2 separate regions of the Sus scrofa genome follow, and region 2 is linked to region 1. The links are chromatin contacts, called in public targeted proximity ligation maps. All regions are on one chromosome and are shown on one strand. The core of a region is the stretch at or near the end of the contact, and the rest is flanking DNA. Distances in the headings are between cores, read along the strand shown.

The links.
Region 2: a targeted proximity ligation map of alveolar macrophages shows a contact between it and region 1. A contact is called at or near these places in 1 of 47 Hi-C or Micro-C datasets (embryonic fibroblasts) and 1 of 2 datasets of targeted methods (alveolar macrophages).

What each region holds. Positions count from the first base shown.
Region 1 is chr3:99,957,840-99,962,135 of Sscrofa11.1, reverse strand. The region is part of intron 3 of SLC8A1 (sodium/calcium exchanger 1); the gene reads right to left. Among named protein-coding and RNA genes, the nearest start is that of SLC8A1, 140 kb to the right of the region's middle.
Region 2 is chr3:100,303,949-100,308,325 of Sscrofa11.1, reverse strand. No RefSeq gene overlaps it. Among named protein-coding and RNA genes, the nearest start is that of THUMPD2, 250 kb to the left of the region's middle.

The DNA of each region.
Region 1 (4,296 bases), core at 1,691-4,190:
ACTCATAGCATGCGTTCTTTCAGCCCTAAACCACACTGGGACTGACCCACAGGAGCCATGCTCTCAGTGAGTTATTTATGGTACTTTACCATTTTTTTAGTATATTTAAATCTTTACCTTATTTGAACCTCAGAAAACCATAGGGGAGGCAGGGAAGGTATTATAGTCACATTTTACACATGACTAAACTAAGAATATGAAAATGCGACAAGAATTCAGACTTTCTACCACTCAAGTTGATGGTCCTTTATTCTTCAATGTATTGATATATATTTTGATACTTAGTTTAATACTGATTTGCTTCAGAGTTATACTGCTATAAATTCAAACATCTAAATAATCTGTAGAAAATAAAATCAATAATTTATGTGTTTACAGTTACCTGAGGATACAGTATTCACACATGATTAACTGCCCACTTCACTTTTCACCTAGATATGCATGGCCACAAAAATATTTCTTCACTCTTGGACTTAATCACACCATTTCAAGAATCCGCAGTTCCCGTCGTGGCTCAGTGGAAACAATCTGACTAGTATCCATGAGAACACAGGGTTCCATCCTGGTGTCACTTAGCAGGTTAAGGATCCAGCTTTGCCACATGACCTGAGGTCACAGACAAGGGTCACATCTGACTTTGCTATGACTAGGGTATAGGCCTGTGGCTACAGCTCAGATTAGACCCTAAGCCTGAGAAACTCCATAGGCCAAGGGTGCAGCCCTAAAAAGCCAAAAAAAAAAAAAAGAAAAAAAAAAGAATGCCTTCAGTGGGGAAGATCTCTTTGGGAATGATCCTTCTTACGTAGATAGTGTTTAAGCTTGTTTTTCCATTTATCTAATGACCTGTCCATCCCTACATTTACATCATAAACATGTCACTCATTTGCCTTGCATTTGAGAGTCTAAAAATTGCTTTATGATATTTAAAAAAAATAGATTTTGGAGCCAGGGAACCAGAGATTCATTCTTTCCCAGTACATTACAAGCTCCATAAAAACGGGTAATGGATATGCCTCTTTTACAGTTTATATTTCCTTTTTGTCAAATGAAGGTAAAAGAGCACCTGTCCCATATGAGCACTGTTAAATGGACTAATACACATATATACTTAGAGCAACTTATGGGAAGCACCCAATAAATGCTAGCTTTCAGTTTCATTATTATTACAGTTGCCAGTGCTTCTTCAAATAGTTTTGGCACATACGAGTCATAAAATAAATGTTTATGTGGTGCAAGTTAAATGAGTCCCAGTTTTGCCAATATGGGATCTGGGGGGAAGTTACTTCGTCAGAAAAATAAATATAAAACCCACAATAATGAAAATGGTCTCACAAAGCTGTTATGAAGATCAAATGGAATAATAAACGTCAGAAAGGCTTTATAAATTATAAAGTGTGGAATAAATGTTAATTGTCATGTTTATTCCCTAGTTTTATCCTCACCAGATACACTCTTGTGCAGATGTGATGATCTTCATTATATAGATGAGACAACAGGTTTACCGAGGATTATGCAACTTGCTCAAGGTCATTTGGATGGGATGTAGGACTACTAGAACCAAAAAATTAGGTCTTTTTTTTGTCCCTGAATTCCAGTATCTTTTTCATTATTCATAAGTGCTTCATACAGAACTATGATCTCTCCAGAACATTATTTCCGTGTATTGTTAGGCTTGTTTTTAAAAAATAAATGGCATTGATAATGTTGATTAAAATGTAGTTTTCATTTTAGGCATATTTTGTCATTGCCAAGGAATTAAAAAAAAAAAAAGAGCGTGGAGGAAATCCAATGACAGTAATTAACAAGTTTAATCAATCTAAAGTCCTCTTAAAAGGACTTCATCTGTCAGTTTGAGGTTACACACATTAAAATCAAACGTCTTGCGATTCCACCAGAATTAACCTTTGGGATCCGATTTTCAAGGGTTTGAAGGTGGTCAAAGAAGACAGATGAATTACCATGATTCTAGGTGATTTCATAGGGATTTTTCAGAAAACCAAACTGGTAGAATGGTAAGGCTTTACTGCAGAGCCAAGCCCTCTGCTATCGTGCTGGCCCCCAGACACAAGCTTTCATAGGGTAAAAGCACATACCAATTCTCACTTAACCAAGCAGATGATACCACATAAGATCAACAGTCCCAGCTCTCTCACCTGGTTTGGCTTCTGAGATGCTACTTCTGGCATACTTGGTTCCTCCTCCTAGTCTCTGCCTCCATTTACTTCCTGGGACATCAAATGTTGAGTCTATAGCTCAGTCTCCTGTCTGTGTCTTCCAGACAACCTTGAGTTTCCTGTCTTTGACCCTGGCTTACCTTCTCTGACATTACACTGTTAACAACTCTAACATCCAGCTCTAACCTTGGCTTTTCCCTTTGCATTCATACTACCCACATGTCCCCTCTTCCTTTACTGACTTTTTTTTTTTTTTTTCACTACACCTGTAGCATGTGGAAGTTCCTGGGCAAGGGATCAAATCCATACCACAGCAGTGTCCTAAGCCACAGTAGTCACAACACCAGATCCTCAACCTATTGTGTCACCAGGGAACTCTTACGGTTTCTTGACATAGCAGTCCAGCCCCATTTCTGTCCCTGCTCTATTGATTTCTGATCAGTATTGGTAATGGCTTCTTCCAATGGAAATGCAATTTACCGAATTGCTCAGTAAGTCTTTCCCTTATCCTGTTGGAAACCACCCACCCACTCTCAATTAAGGCAAATGGATGTATGCTATCAGTCTGTGCCACTCTGCCATAATTGTTCACCATCTCATCTAGACGCCTCTAGATTATCTATGACATCTAAACATGCAGGTCCAAACTGGAATTGAATACTCAAGTTGTGATACACTTAATACTAAGAGTAGGGAGATGAGGACATCTAAAGATCTGGATACATTACTTCTGCTAAGATGCAGTCTATGGTTACACCAGCTTTGTTCACAGACACATTACACCACTGACTCACATGAAGCTTGGAGGCAACAAAAACCCCATATCCTGTTTACAGGAACTGGTGTCAAGCCAGGTTCCCCACTTCCTTATTAGGCACTTGGAGATTTTTCAAGACCCAAAATTCAGATCCTTATATTGGTCCCAACTTCGTCCTAAAATCTATGTAATATTACTTAAACATTACTTATTAATACACTAGTTGTTATAGGAATATAACCTAATTAATGTTAATATTCTGACACTGAATTTTGTTGGGAAGAAGTAGGATGTGCCAGTTCCAGGATAATCCTCTTCCTTTTTTATTAAACTTGAGAAACATTTTCTATTATTACTGTTCTTACCACCCTCACATTGTCATCATGGAAGATGGTTGTTACAGCTGTGTCTGCCACCTCCACCTCAGGGAGAGAACAACTACGTGACAACCATTAGCTGAGGACATAAAGCATTAAGCTGGGAACAGAAGGATCAGCACATAATCTCTTAATTATTAATGTGCATGAGCTTCAAGAGCTTCATTTTAAGAAAAAACAGATCGTCTTGGCAATGCTATATCTTAGGGCTTTGACTTATTTTCCAGCCATCAGTTCTCTTGGGATATTTCACTCTACTCCCATCAAATCTCACTTGATTAAGTAATGCTTATTGGGTCATGGCTTAGCCAGCCTCACAGCCTCTGTTCTTCTATCTCTGGCTTATCAATATGTGTCAACACCAATACCATGGAATAGGCCGGAAACAAAATCCTGGCCAGTCCATTTGAATTCTCTTTAGCAGCTCTTATAAATGTCTTTCCAGCTAAATTGTAGAGCCATTGACTGGAGCCAATCTGGGGAGTCAGCTGTGGGTTAAGCTTGGCAGCATATTTTGTGAGCTGAATACCATGAGAAGGAATTTTTCTTTATTTGCTGATGGGGTAGAAAAGGAATGAGGCAAACCACTGGTTAGAAACATGAAAGAAATAGTTTGAAATTTTCCCTTTGGTTTGTATCTTTGTGATATATGTTTAAGGATAAAGCTCTATGAAATAAAGACCACAAAGAGGTAAAAAAGTTGAGATAACCATTAAACTTTATGGGATGCCTGGCAGTCTTAGAAAATATGTCATGGAGAGATATGGTATTCTAACAGCTGCACATTTATAAATTCTGGATGTTAAGTCTGGGCAACAGACTCAACAGCAATATAATACATATTAAAATTAAGAAAAAAGGCTTCTTTCCTCTGTGCTTATCACTGAGTCACTGCATGGGCAGGAATGATAAATCTTTCAGAGTTAGTTCTAGAACCAGAGCATAGGTGGGTGAGTTCTTGAGGTTCAGACATGTTCCCACAGGTTAA
Region 2 (4,377 bases), core at 1,351-3,850, 350 kb before region 1:
AGGGTCCTGAACATTCAAGAAGAAGACTGCAAGGAGGGCTGAGGGGCAAAACTGAGGGAACAAGCTGAAAAGGGAAACTTTGCTGATTTTTCCTTTGGCAAGATCAGTCTTAGGTTAATCCTGTGCTTCAGATGCAGCGAGGGATGAAGAACATTTTCTAGAAGTTTTAAATTCCGCCAAGTACCTGAGACTCTTTCCTGGGTATTTTAAGAGGCCATGGAAATCACACTCACCTTTATTGGTCAAATATCTATTAGGTCATAATGAGCTAGTTTAAATGTGAAAACAAAGACTACAGACTTGTACAGAAGTCCAAACTATTATGGACCCCTATCTTGTCTGCTTAGCCTCCATCCTTGCCTCCAAGATGCCAGGGTAAAAGGTAAAAGACTTGAGCTACACCCCTGTCATGGGTGGAGGGACAGGATCAGCCACAGTGCCAGGCTTGGTAGTCAGTGCCTATGGTGGTATAGATGATGAATTCCTGTGTACATCTTCTCTCTCAGCATTGGGAGTCTTGCTATTGATAAAACGTTCTGGTTACCTGAGAGGTACTAGTTGTCTTTCTGACTCCCCCTTTTTGAAGAGTAAGACAATTCAACAAACTTAATCTAATTTTTCTTTGATGACAGCACTTGTGGATCATGCAATTAGTGCTGCAGTGTTATCATCGTGAATGTAAAATCTCATCATACCAGAAAATTGGAGAGCTCACGCTGAGAGGATGTCAATAAGCATTTACTCTCTGAGGGTAACTAACTATTGTGGAAATACTGCTGGTGGCAATGATGTGACTGTTCTAGAGGGGATAGATAGAGGAAGTGACTCTTGTTTTTTCTTTTACTTTTGATTAAAAATTTTTTTAAAGTATAGTTGATTTACAATGTTCCTTCAATTTCTGTTGTACAGCAAAGTGACCCAGTCACACATATAGGTATATTCCTTTTTTTCATACTATCTTCCATGTGTTCTCACCTAAGAGATTGGACATGTTCCCTGTGCTGTATAGTAGGACCTCATTGCCTATATGTTCCAAATGTAACAGTTTGCATCTAACCCCACCAGTCCATCCCACTCCCTCCCACTCCCTCTTGGCAACCATAAGTCTGTTTTCCATGTCCATGAGTTTGTTTCTTTTCTGTATATAGGTTAATTTGTGCCATATATTAGATTCTAGATGTAAGTGATTTAATATAGTATTTGTTGTTCTCTTTCTGACTTCAATTAGTTTGAGAATCTCTAGTTCCATCCATGTTTCCGAAAATGACATAATTTTATCCTTTTTATAATTGAGTAGTATTCCATTGTATATATGCACCACATCTTCCTAATTCATTCATCTGTTGATGGACATTTAGGTTGTTTCTATGTTTAGGCTATTGTGAATAGTGTTACGATGAACATAGGGTTGCATGTATCTTTTTGAATGAAAGCTTTGTCTGGATATATGTCCAGGAGTGGGATTGTTGGATTATATGGTAGTTCTATATTTAGTTTTCTGAGGAAACTCCATACTGTTTTCCATAGTGCTTGTACCAATTTACATTCCCACCAACAGTGTGGGAGGGTAGAAGGGTTCCCTTTTCTCACACCCTCTCCAGCATTTGTTATTTGTAGACTTACTAATGATGGCAGTTCTGACAGAGAAATGTCTGCTTAGGTTTTCTGCCCATTTTTTTCAATTTTTTTTGGCTGTTGAGTTGTATGAGTTGTTTGTATATTTTGGAGATTAATCCCTTATCAGTTGAACCATTTGCAACTATTTTCTCCCATTCTGTACAATTTCTTTTCTTTTTTTTTTTTATGGTTTCCTTTGCTGTGAAAAACTTGTAGTTTATATAGGTCCCATTGGTTTATTTTTGTTTTTATTTCTGTTGCCTTGGGAGACTGACCTAAGAAAACATTTGTATGGTTGATGTCAGAGAATGTTTTACCTATGTTATCTTCTAGAAACTTTATGGTGTCTTGTCTTATGTTTAAGTCTTTAAGCCATTTTGAGTTTATTTTTGTGCATGGTGTGAGTGTGTGTTCTAGTTTCATTGACTTATATGCAGCTGTCCAATTTTATCAGCACCACTTGTTGAAGAGACTGTCTTTTCCCCATTTTATATTCTTGCATCCACTGTTGGAGGTTAATTGACTATAGGTGTCTGGGCTTATAACTGGGTTCTCTATTCTATTCCATTGATCTATATGTCTATTTTTGTGCCAGGACCACACTGGAGATTGCTCTTGATTTGTTGCAGCAGTTGCATGTATTTACCACAGAAAGTTTGGAAAACAGAGAAAATAAAATTCTTTAATCTCACTTCTCAGAGATACTGTCATCATTTTGGTGTATTTCCCACCAAAAAAAAAGAGGTTTTTTTTCATTGTATGTGTGTGTTTTCTATGCATGTATATAGGTAGGGTTTTGCGTTGTTTTGAAATTTTACTTTGTTTTTATTCACCATTCAATGCAGCTCTATCCTTAAGTATTTACTTAGTATTTATGTGTTTCGGGGAGTTTTGAAGAACTGAAAGTAGATAGCACATGACGTTGTGCATCTTCCTGTCTTTTGTAAGAATGCTACAGAAATTATTCTGGGTGTTCTGAGGGACAGGGGAAATCAGGGAGCCCCAGTGGCTTAGTCAGTTTGGGCTGCTGTAGCAGAATACCAAAGACTGAGTGTCTTATAAACTACAGCAAATTATTTATCATAGTTCTAGAGCCTGGAAGTACAAGTTCAGGGTGCCAGCATGGTTGGGGTCTCTTTTCTGGGTTGCAGAATGCTAACATCTTGTATTCTCACATTGCAGAGGGCAGAGAGCTCTCTTGGACTCTTTTTTGTTGGTGGCTATACTCACCACTACACCACCAATGCTGCACAAAATAAGGGCACTAATCCCATTCATGAGGGCTCCATCCTCATGACCTATTCACCTCCCAAAGGCCCCTCCTCCTATTGCCATCACATTAGGGTTTAAAGGAGGAATTTTGAGGAGACACAAACATTTGGTCCATAGCACTCTGACAGTGGCAAGAGAGAAGAAAGAGATTCAACCCAATATTGGAGGGTTCCTAGAAAAGCAACTCCTTGGTACCCCAGAAAGACTGGACCTTAGGCACAAGGACTTTAAGGCCTGCCCTGCTTCCAGAACCCCACATGAGGCATAGAAGAAACAGATTCACCCTTCAGAAGGCCTCAAGCCTGCTGGGGCAGTGGCATCTGGGGATGGAGTGACTCACCAGTGTGGATGAACAGTGATTACCAGTGACCTAAGGGAGCTCCCTGCTGCTTGGCTTTGCACAATGTTCTGGAACTTTTCCAAAACCACAAGGAGGCTGGGATCCCCAGAAAATGACTGGATTATACCATCATTCCTGTGGATGTGGGCTCATGATGTGAGAAAAAGTATATATATAATTAAAAAAAAATAGTGAAAGTGGCACCCTGCCTCAGGACCAACCAAAAGTTGCAGTGTGTTGGGTAATCCTAAAACTTGGAAAATGATTTAGGAATTAAAGTTAATGTGATTTAGAGGTTCACCCAACAACAAGAGAAACTTACTCTTCTGTGTGGTCATTAAAGCTCTTTCATTTGCAAAAGACAAAAAAAAAAAAAATAAGTAAAGCAAAATGAGGATTCAAATTCTAGATTCAGTTGATTGCCAGGGGGTTACTTCCCTGTGGCCTCCTTGACTTCTAGGTCCTGAGTCGAATCTACTGCTTCTGATGCAGCTCACATCAACCCACGTGTGCTCCTTTGCTCTTTCAACATTTTCCACAAACAATAAAAATCACTTATTTCATCTGGTCAATTTTACTAAAGACTGGGATCTTGGGGAGAAATCACATTAGCCTTTGGCCTCATGCTTACACTATCTTTCCTTTTCTTATATCTCGCCTTTCCTCTTACAGCAAAAATAGGCTCCATCAGCTGCACTGGCTCTTCAGGCTGGTGTTTACTCTGATTCAGTGTTAAATATATTCTCTGTTCTTGATCATCCTTCTAAGAAGAAAAACAAATTTCTCTGCTTTTTATTTCATTACGAGTTGCTAATAACATTTTGGAACTCGCTCAGGCCCTTGGCTATCTTATGTTCTCTCTCAATTTCCTCAAGGAAATAGTTCTTCTAGATACAGATAGTGCCCTTCCAAAAAGGCATTCTGTTGAGTAAAGTTACGTATTGTATAAAAAACTGCCTCTTCAAGAATTTTCAAGCTGATGGTCCAGAGCATTATGTCAGACACCCCAAATCCTATTTCATTTCTCTCCAGCACTCTGGAAGATGTTCTCTGGCTTCCCTTGTAGCTAGGTTGTGGCTGTGTGTTTAGTCTGAGTGAGGAGCTGTGAGCAAAAATGACATCCAAGCCGGCGTGCAGCTCTCTAGCTC